2 separate regions of the Ovis aries genome follow, and region 2 is linked to region 1. Evidence: chromatin contacts called from public Hi-C data. All regions are on one chromosome and are shown on one strand. The core of a region is the stretch at or near the end of the contact, and the rest is flanking DNA. Distances in the headings are between cores, read along the strand shown.

The links. Hi-C and Micro-C count contacts between places; a contact is called where the count stands out from the background.
Region 2: a contact with region 1 is called in a Hi-C map of skin fibroblasts, with 4 times the contacts expected there. The contact joins the promoter of PRKCE here to the enhancer-like site in region 1. A contact is called at or near these places in 14 of 16 Hi-C or Micro-C datasets (blood, hypothalamus, liver and 7 more).

The regions. Positions count from the first base shown.
Region 1 is chr3:78,568,434-78,573,439 of ARS-UI_Ramb_v3.0, reverse strand. The region is part of intron 2 of PRKCE (protein kinase C epsilon); the gene reads left to right. Among named protein-coding and RNA genes, the nearest start is that of PRKCE, 120 kb to the left of the region's middle. Within about 2 kb of position 2,834, at least 6 of the 54 cell types and tissues checked have an H3K27ac peak or open chromatin away from gene starts, as enhancers often do.
Region 2 is chr3:78,692,075-78,697,254 of ARS-UI_Ramb_v3.0, reverse strand. PRKCE (protein kinase C epsilon) reads left to right here and starts at 1,357. Exons shown (of 17, transcript XM_060412211.1): 1 at 1,357-1,491; 2 at 2,557-3,099. The coding sequence starts at 2,752.

The DNA of each region.
Region 1 (5,006 bases), core at 1,585-4,084:
TTGGCCTGGCCAGTTTGGCTGCATTAGGAATTGACGTCGAAACCACTATACTGCTCTCTCTAGGCAGTCCTCTTAGTTCTGGAGTACTATAGGACTGGATCAGGCCACCCCTAAATTCAGGGATGAGGAGGGGCCACTGCAGTGTTTAGGGGGGGCTTGGTGAATAGGGAGCATGGGAATGGGAGAGGATGGTCATTTCAGATTTTCCCAGGCTGACATCCTGTCTTGTCCTGTATTGGCCAAGATGGAGATGACCTAGGAGATCTGAAGTGAAAGGGAAAACAAAGGGAAGGACTCAGGAGGAAGGCCAAGCAAAAGGAACAAGTGGGATCTGTTTATATAGGGCTTGCATTAAGCAGATCCTTTTCCTGGCAGATGCTGCTGTCCACAATGGGCTGGGGAAGAGCCCCGCAGACAGCAAATGAGAGGTTGTTCTCCCCGGTGCTGCCGCCTCCCTGCCCAGCGAGCAGGCAGAGATGGGGAACCTGCCGGCCCCAGGCTGACCTCTCCCTGCAGCTGCCAGCTCCTCTGAGACACAGGCACGATGCTGCTGTGTGTGCTCTGCCGCCCAGGTTTCTCCTCCTTGTGCGAGCTGCCCTTTGTGACATGGACTGAATCCTGGCCATCTTCCTCTTCCTCCTCCTTTGTCTTTTCTCAGAACTTTTGTTCCGGTTTTGCACTTGCCTGAGACACAAAGGAAGTGGGGTGGTCCTATTGGGGTGATTCTGGAAATGGGTGTGTGGGGGGAGCTGCCCACCACCAGGAACAGGCAGGCTGTGTCCCTTCCTCTCTGGATGCCCCCAGCCTACTTCTGCCCTTGCTGGAAACCTTCCTACGAGTCTCAGATCTTACACAGGCTGCTGGGGGTGGAGAGGAAGAGAGTGGCGCTGGAACCACATGTATAAAATTCCAGCTGCCTGACTGGGATGCTCGGTCATTGCCTTGAGGGGCCAACCACTGCTCCCTCATCTCTGAAAGCGTGCTGTAAAAGGCCAGAGAGGGCAGGAAGGGAGGGCAATCCCTCCTTGTCTCATTTCATTCTCCCAACTGTTCTTGGAAATGTGTTTCCATTTGACAGAGGAGGAAACTGAGGCCCAGAGAGACTGAGTGACTTCTTCAACCAGGTAAAGCAGTAGAGTCAGAATTAGCTCCCAGACATGCTGGTGCCTAAGTTAGAGCTTTTCTTAAAGCTGGAGTGCAAAAGAAAAGCCAGGGCAGTAAAAGTAACTGAAGGAGAAAGGGAAACAAAGAGACTTATGGGAAAGAGAAAAGGGAGCTGGTGGAACCGGGAGCCTGTTAGGACTCTTAACTTAGTGAGTGATGTTCCCCTGTCTGCCTCCAAGGGTCACAGTAAGGAGGAAATGCAGTAGACTCATCTCCCAGTAAATGCAGATTTTGTTCACTTGCCCAATTGTTTCTTGACCATTTCCACTTATCGGTTTTTTAAAAACGCTTATTGACTATCTTCTGGTCACCTGGCCTAGCCCTGGGCCATCTGGGACACTTGCGATAGAGGAGAGACAGGCTGTTCCTTCAAGGAGCTTGCAGCCTGTGCTGGACCAACATGCCCCAAAGCGCTAAGTGATGGAGCCAAAGGTTGTTGATAAGGAAACGTGATTTGAGCATCTGCTGTGTGGTCAGCTCCATTCAGGCCCAAGCTGTGGGTTTTGAGGAACAGACTCTGAATGGGAAAGGCCACCAGGGAGGGTGTCTCAGGGGCAGGAGCTTGAGCTGGAGAATGGGCTTTCTCCTGTCCTCACAGGGAAAGGCACTGGAGAAATGTAAAGTGGGCAGTGCTGGGGCCACACCAAGATGGCCCTCTGCACCTGTGACAGCCTGCTGGGTGCCCTATTTGTTGGGTGTTGAGAATCAAGCTTGTTTCAATTTGGGTGGTGATGGCAGGTGGCTGATATGATGTCTGGGCTGAATACCAAGGCTTTCTAGAAACACGGAGCTTTGTCATTCCTGGGAAGGCAAAAGCCCTGCCCAGTGGTCTCCCCTGGCTCTTCTGTCTCAGGCTTCCTTGGGTATTGGTTGCCTGGCCCCTGGAAGGGGTTTCCTTTCCAGGCTATCAAAGTCCAAGAAACTACCTTAGCTCCTGTGACCCACAGCCCTCCAGTGCTGCCCACTGGTGGATGAACCAGGCAGAGAGGCTGTGTCACTGTCCCCAGGATGCTCCCAGGAAAAGGGTTGCAGGAGCATGGGGTGAGGTGGGAGTGGTGGGCAAGGGAGACCCAGATCTAGGTTTGCTCCTAGGCAGCTGTGTGGCTTGGCTGAAGATGACAACGATGAAAGTAGCAATAGTCACTACTCCTGTGCCCAGACTGTGTAGTACATCACAGACACGACTCAGTTGATCTTCCTAGTGGCTGTGGGAAGGGGGTGCTGTCATCACCCTCCTCCTCCAAATGAGGAAATGGAAGCTCATGGAACTCATAGGCACTGGGAGGCAGAGTTGGCCATGACTCCAGAGGTGCTGCCCTAATGATTAGGGCACACCACCTCCTTATCTGTTAGCCCAGGCCTCTCTTTTTTCTCAAGGTAAGAATTTGAATGAGCTCATTGCTTGGGCTCCTCTGGGCACCATAATTCTAGAATTTTTAGGGAAGGATGTCCTCAAGTAGGCAAAGGCAAATGGCCTTAGGAGTGATGGTGCTTCTGAAATGATGAGAAGACCCAAGTTGCTGAGCCCCTTTTTGCTCCATAGCAGTTCTTTCTCCCCTCATTGCCCTGAGCACTCCTGCCCTGCTGGGAGCACTCCCTGACCCAGAGCCACCCATCTGTAGAGAAAGTGCACTGGGGCGGAAGTACAGTGAGGCACTCCCCCCGCACCTTTCAGGCTGGTCCTTAGTACCATCCCCTCTGGGAGTGCTCCTCACCAGTCAGAGCTGTCTGCTGCTGTCAGCTGCAGCTGCTGCTGACTGCCACATCAGGTTAGAAATAGAAACTCCCTGCTGGGCCCCCAGCCCTCCCCTCCTGCTGCTGCTGCTCATCTGGGGGCCCCCTGTGCTGTCTCAGTTGGTGAGACCTCTCTCAGAGGAGCAGGGAACTGGAAAAAGTCAGGGTTGTGTCAGCCTTGGAGCTCCAGGGCCAGCCCTGCTGGTCCAGGCCTGTGACTGACTCACCACCTCCAGGCCTCCCCTCTCTCAGCAGCTGCTTCTCAACCTTTTGGAAGGTGATTTGATGCTGGCCTGGCAGGGTGGCTCACCCTGCCACCGGCGGCTTCCAGCCTTGTGCTTGTGAAGGGCCTTTCTGAATACGTGTTGAACTTGAGTTATGAACACAGAACTGGGCAGGATCCCAGCAGGGCTACCAAGGCAACCTCAGATTTAGAGGCTGAGTGCTGCGTTTTCTCTTTTCACTGAATCCCTTTCCTTCCCATCTCTCCTGTGTTTTTTTCCAAGATATCCAAGCACGCGGTATTCTGCCTTGGAAACAGTCGATGTTAGGAGTCAGGTGTGTGTTCTTGTGTGACCCTCCAGAGCAGGGCAAAGGGAAGAGTGGTGTTCTATCCCAGAATTGTTCTGGAGCCACAGGTCTTGGGAGACAGACAGGCCTTGGCGTCTGGGACCATCTTCTCTCCATCTTTGCCTGCTGACAGATGATCCAACCTGAAAGGTCTGGTTACCCTGACTTTGACCCATTCCTGGAGGGCCAAGCCAGTACACTCTTCCCCATGTGCCTCTGAGCAGCAGCCTTGCTCCTCCCATTCTGAAGGCTGTCCCTGAGTCCAGGGTATCATGCTGAACTGAGGAAGCACAGCGACATGGTCCCAGCAGGGTGTGGTGAAGGAAGTTGTTTTTATTCATGGTAAACAGGATAGTAAAATAACAATAGCAGTGTAGATGCTTCTCAGTTATTTACCAGTGGATTCTTCTGCATTCTGGACATCCACACCTTTCTCTTCCCAAGGTGGGATTGGTCCCTAAGGGGTATTAGCAGTAAAGAAGGAACTAAGCTTTATTAAGACTGTACTATGTGCCAGACATTGTGACAGGCATCTAAACCACATCTGTTCTTGTCATTGTCCCTTAAGCCTCATATGTCCCTGGTTTATCCCGTTTGCTCTGTTTGCTCGGGAGGAACTAAGTCTTGTGGACTTTAAATAATTTGCTTATGGTCACATGGTTAAAAAGCATCCTAGCTGGTTTCCTGACTTGCTTCAGAGATTTTATCTGCCTACCCTGTGAGTGTGTATGTGTGTGTGTGTGTGAGGGCAGACACATGGAAGGATAGACTCCTTGAGGAACCCCCTCCCCACCCATCCTCAGCCTCATGCTTCATGGAGTACATTTGAGGCTCCTGAAATCCTTCTACCAGCAAGAATTTGCTCTTCCCACCGTGAGGTTCCAGGGGCATTTTAAATTGAAGTAGCCCTATGAGTCTGAGTGAACTCTGGGAGTTGGTGATGGACAGGGAGGCCTGGCATGCTGTGATCCATGGGGTCGCAAAGAGTCGGACACGACTGAGCGACTGAACCGAACTGAACTGAAACATTTCCAGATAGTTATTGTTTTCTACTTATTTTTATACTTCCCTGGAATATGGAAAGGGGATGCTGAGACTCTTTCAGAATGGAAAATTCAAGGTCAAAGAAGGAAAAAAATCCAGGATCTGACCCCTCTTTTGCATTTCCACCCCCTGTTCTGAGCCCCCGCCATCTCCTGCCAAGGTCATCGATCCGAGTGGCCTCTTCACTGATATCTCTGCATCTACCCTTGCTGTTCCAGCCCACATGGTCTTCACATTATGTTATTCCTCTGCTTGGAATTCCAGGATGGGTCTTCATCATGGGTGAAAACCCCAGTCCTTCTAACAGCCTGTGAGTCTCTGCATGTTCTGTAGATAGCTTACCCCTACCCCTCTGGTTTCATTTTATACTTTTCTCTCCCGACTCATTCTACTGGCCTTTGTGCTGGTCCTAGAACAGACCTTTCCTGTTTGCACTGGCCATCACTATGCCTGGATCATTTCTGTTATCAGAACCTCTCCTTTCAATTCTTGGC
Region 2 (5,180 bases), core at 108-2,607, 130 kb before region 1:
ATCACATGGCCCCTGAAGGGGGAAACATGCTTAATAAGAATAGAATGGTGGTAGTAAGAAGCCAGGAGGAAAAAGTTCTGATGATCAAAGAAGTTAACAGCGATGAGATATCCCACCTGTGCTTTGTCAAACTGACAATTTTTAAAATATGCCTCCAGCTGGTGGGAGTGGCCCTGGAAGGCAAAACTTTTACATCCTGACTTTTTCCAAGGGAACTCTTCTGTCTCTGATTGTATGCTAGCTCTCTCTACCCTGCTGCTCCATCTAACTTGGAGGGCTGCGAGGAATTACTGGTAAGCTCGAGAAAGAGCAGTAGCTGCAGGCCCTCGGAGAGGATCTGCCCGGGACTTTTCTGATCATTTTTGCAACCTGTGTGCGGCACTTGGTACCCTGTCGTTCCAGGGGTCTGTCTCCTTCTGCGCCTTTAAGCCTTTGTAAGCCTCTAAGCCACAGACAATAACTTTCCTTTTTTTTTTTTTTTTTCCCACTGAGAAAAAGTGATCGAGAGGTGGGTTTTAAACTTGGGCTAACCAGAGTCGAAAGATAAACACAGCTTACCACGATTCCTACAAACTCCCTGACTTGACTTGGCACGCGGGCGAGGGCCGAGGTTTTCTTTTTCCGTTTGCAAAACACCCTCCCCCCCACCCCCCGCCCCCCGGCTCGCAGGTTGCGGAGACGACCTCTTTCCAGGGCTGTCCTCCTGCAGTTCCAGGCAGGGCCGCGCCCCGGACCTCCGCGCTCTCCGCCCCGCCCTCCCAGGTTCGCGTCCCCAAGCGCCAGGCCGTCCCTCGCCCGGCCGCCTTCCCCGTCCCCGGCTCCCCGCGGAGGAAATTCTTCCCCAGCAGCCCAGGGCCCGCCTCACGTGATCAGCTGCTGCCGCGGCTTCCAGCAAGAGTTTAAAGGTTACGGAGGAAATTAACACGGACACAGCCCACAACCCCCAGTCCCCGCCGGAGGACGCGCCCCGTTTTCGCGCAGCTGGGACGGCCGCTGTCAGCGCGCTGATCAGAACCCTGTCCCCCGCAAAGGGCACAGGCTAGGTCTAGAGTAAATATGAAGTCACTTTGTAAAATATAAACAAACACACGAACCGAGCCGGGGTGTTACTAAGCTTTCGCTTGCCAACAAGTTCTAGCAGCCCGAGTTTGGGACAGACCCCCAAAAGGGAGAGTGCCCCCAAAGAAAGGGAAGAGAGAGTAGTGTTTTAGAACTCACACAGAGCCTTGCACGCCCCTCCCTTCCCCCCTTCCCCCACCACCGCGGAGCGGAGCGTCTCCGGACAGAGTGACAGACAGACCGACCAATACTCCGCAGGCTGCCCCGGCCAGCCACGGCCAGAGTAGGGGTGGGGCCGCGGGAGGGTCTCGAGTCCTCTGCAGCAGCGCGACCCCTGCCACCTCTCCACCCCCGGCTGTAAAAGACAGTGCTGGCCGCAGAGCCTGGAAAGATGCGTGGCCCTCTAGTCTCCTGCGGGAGACCACAGACCAGGTATCCACAGCCAGCGGGCTCGCATCCCCCTGCCCCCAAGGCCGCCACTCCCCCGGGTCCCGCGCGGGGTCCCAGTCCCGCTCCCCCGCCGGCCGCCGCGACCCCGAAAGCCTCGCCAGTTCTCGACAGTCCTCTGCTGGGCTCACTTTTCCCGTATTGCTCCCCCAACCGGCAAAACTTTCTATTTCCCCAAACACCAGGGCGCGCGCGCGCGCGCGTGCACACACACACACTCACACACACACACATACACACTGACGTCTTTTGCGCATTTCCTGCATTAGAGGGAGGGAGACTCGCTCGCACACCGACGGAGGGAGAAGAGACCGAGGGGGAGAGCGGGCGGGCAGCGAACGAGCGGCAGCTGAAAGCCGGGACGCGGGGAGCGCGGCGGGCGGGCGCCGGCGCCCGGGAGGTGGGGCCGCGCCGAGTCGCAGTCCCGGCCCCGCCGCGCTGCGCACCGCCCGGTGCCGGCCTGCGCCCCAGCCGGAGCCGCGGCCACCCCGACTCTCGAGCCCGCGCGGATGTGAGATTCCCGAATCCTGGCGCCTCCCGATCGCCGACTGCGGCGCGGCGCGGCTTCGCCCAGGAGGAGGCGGCCGGGCTGGCCGTGTGGCTTGTGGATTTTTTTTTTTTTTTAAATTTGGCTCCGAGGAGGACCATTTCCTCTGGACATGCATCCCTCCGGGTAGACTGCACATCCCTGGGTCCATCCCCCGCCCCGCGCGGTCAGAGGCAGGCGCTGGGTGTGCGAAGAGGATCCGGGTGGAAATCTGCGCCCCCGTTCTGGTCCCCGCCCCGTCTCACCGCCCCCTCCCCCTCCTGGAGTCGAAATTTCCCGGGGATTATGTTTCGGAAAGGTAGGTAAGCGCCCGGCGCGGCGCCCACTTCCCCGCAGCCCCGACCCCGAGAGCCAGCGAGGCGACGAGACAGCCCCCGCGGCTTTTGCAGCGGAGCCGACAGCTCGTCTCCTCTTCTGGAGGTGCTGCTGGTGGTGGTGGGGGGGGAGAGACTTCTCCAAACACGGACGTCCCCCAGCTCTCCCCCCTCCCTGTTTTCCGTTAGGAACCCGGCGAGGAAATACATGCACTGGCTGAGAATCGCCCGCGCCAGGGCGCAACGCTACAAGGTGTAGGGAGAGTGTGGGGTGGGGCGAGAGGGGACCCAAGAGTCCCGTGCTCGGAGCGCCGCGGCGTCGGTTCTTCGTTCCTGCCCTCTGGGCGGACGGAGTGACCCCGGCCCCCACTCCCCGCCCCGACCATGGTAGTGTTCAATGGCCTTCTTAAGATCAAAATCTGCGAGGCCGTGAGCTTGAAGCCCACAGCCTGGTCGCTGCGCCATGCGGTGGGACCCCGGCCGCAGACTTTCCTTCTCGACCCCTACATCGCCCTCAACGTGGACGACTCGCGCATCGGCCAAACGGCCACCAAGCAGAAGACCAACAGCCCGGCCTGGCACGATGAGTTCGTCACTGATGTGTGCAACGGGCGCAAGATCGAGTTGGCTGTCTTCCACGATGCCCCCATCGGCTACGATGACTTCGTGGCCAACTGCACCATCCAGTTTGAGGAGCTGCTGCAGAACGGGAGCCGTCACTTCGAGGACTGGGTGAGTTGGGCGCCTCCTGGTCCAGCAACTAGGCTTTCGGGTTCCAGGGGCAGAACTCACGACCTTGGCTTTGGTCGTGGGGCTCAGGGATTTAGTGCCATTTGGCGGCTGTGTGTGTGTCTCAATTACCTTGGGGAAGCACATTCCACTTAGTAGTTGGGGAGAAGTAGCCACTGGGGCATGGAAGATGAGTCTTGGGAAGAGGGTAAGGTCCTCTGCCCTATCCAGACAGCCGGCGCTACAGGGACCTCGAAAGCTGGGAACCCCAAACTGCCGGTGCTGAAGGTTGGCGGAGAAGCCGGCTCCTTCCGCCAGGCGCGTGGTGGGCTGGTTGTGTGTGGGTGGGTTCCTCGGTCCTTGGAGAGGCACGTGGAACCCTACACTGAAGGCTTCTTGCACGTCCTGGCTTTGTCCTGAGTAGCCGAGTGAGGAGCTGTTTTATTTTTCCCTCCGGGATGAAGCTGGCTCATTTCTATTCTGTTGTCTGGCAGTTAGCTCATCTTCTGACATGCGGGGAGAAAAATTTCTTCACCTCTAGTCCCCTCCAGGGTCCCAGAAACATGGGCCGAGCTAGTTTTGCCCAATGCATTGTCCATCCATCCGGAACTAGCGCTGTATTCTACAAACGGTTCTGCTTGTGATTAATTGGCAGTCAGTGCTTTGAATCCGACTTAAAGTTACATGTTTCCCTGTTTTGATTTTCAAGACACTGTGCAATGAGATACTATTTTTGAGACCAAGTTAATTGATTACACTGTCAAAATATTAGGGACTTGGTAATAGGCCTTCTGCACACACTCTAAACCAAATGCATTCAGCCTTGGCACTCAGAGACGCAGGGAGAAGCAACCTTGTTTTAGAGGGAAGGTGTTAAATTAGGAAATGGTTTTCTTTATTTTTATATTTGTTACATGTTTCCAGGGAGAGCAGATGTGACTCTGGGTGTATATGGTTTTAGGGTTCTTTGGTCTACACAGAGAATACCTGATCCTCCTGGAGAGATGTTTAATTATTGAAAACAAATAACTTCATGATGTCCTATGGTCGAAGGTTGCACATGAATCACCTTGGCATATCACCTTACATATAAATGCGTACATACATACATACATATATATATACCTACCCACACATATGTATATATACACACACTTTTTTTAAGAAGATGGAATTTTAGGGGAAAATAGGAAAAAGCTTTTCGTCTTCCCTTGATGCTCCTGGCTGTGATGTAGTCTGCCCGAAACCATGGTTACAGGGCTTACAAGGAAGCTCCAACAAACCACACCAAGTACAACCGTGGGAGATTTGTGGCTTATACTTTGGGAAGCAGGCAAACCTTTATGGAATCCCAAAGAACACAGTGTCATTCCTTTCCATTCCAGTTCACCAATGGCCCTGGCCACTGCTCCCCTCCCACCACCGGAGTTCCCACTCATTTCCCATTTCCTGTCCACCGGCCTTCAGTCCTTTCACTCATGAAAGTGGTGCATCTCAGAGGGGGAGCTGAAGGGATAACTAATTTCAAAGCCAGATCTTAACAGCAAAACCTGTGGTTTTCAAGTTGTTGTTTTAGGACAGGAAGGGGAAGAAAAAAATATGATTATGGTAGTGAGGAAATGAGGCTTTTTGCTGTGTATTCGATGAAGTTGGACAGTGAGGCAGAGAGCAGGTAGGGTGAACAGCTATCTGCTTTTCTTCACAAAACAGATGCTAGTTGAAGGGAAAGGTGTCTGAGTGTCTCTGATGATGCTTTGCCGGGACCCACCCAAATCCTGGGTACACTGGCACATGATCCTCACTTTGGAGCATGTCCAGTGAGGTGTGAACTGGACACTAGTCTTGTCTGTCACTCTCTAAGATATTCAGATTCACATTGGACTTGGCCCTAGACCAGATCATCCAGTGATAGGCAGTTTTCACAGCCAAGGATGCTGAGTCCCAGAGCAGCTAAGTGGGTTCCTGAGGTCACAGGACAAGCAGAAGGGACAGGGTTGGAAGGAGGGACCACAGCTCCTATTGCTCGCAGCTTGCTCAGTGGAGAACTAGGTCCTCTGTCTCTCTAAGCCTTCCTGCAGATTCAT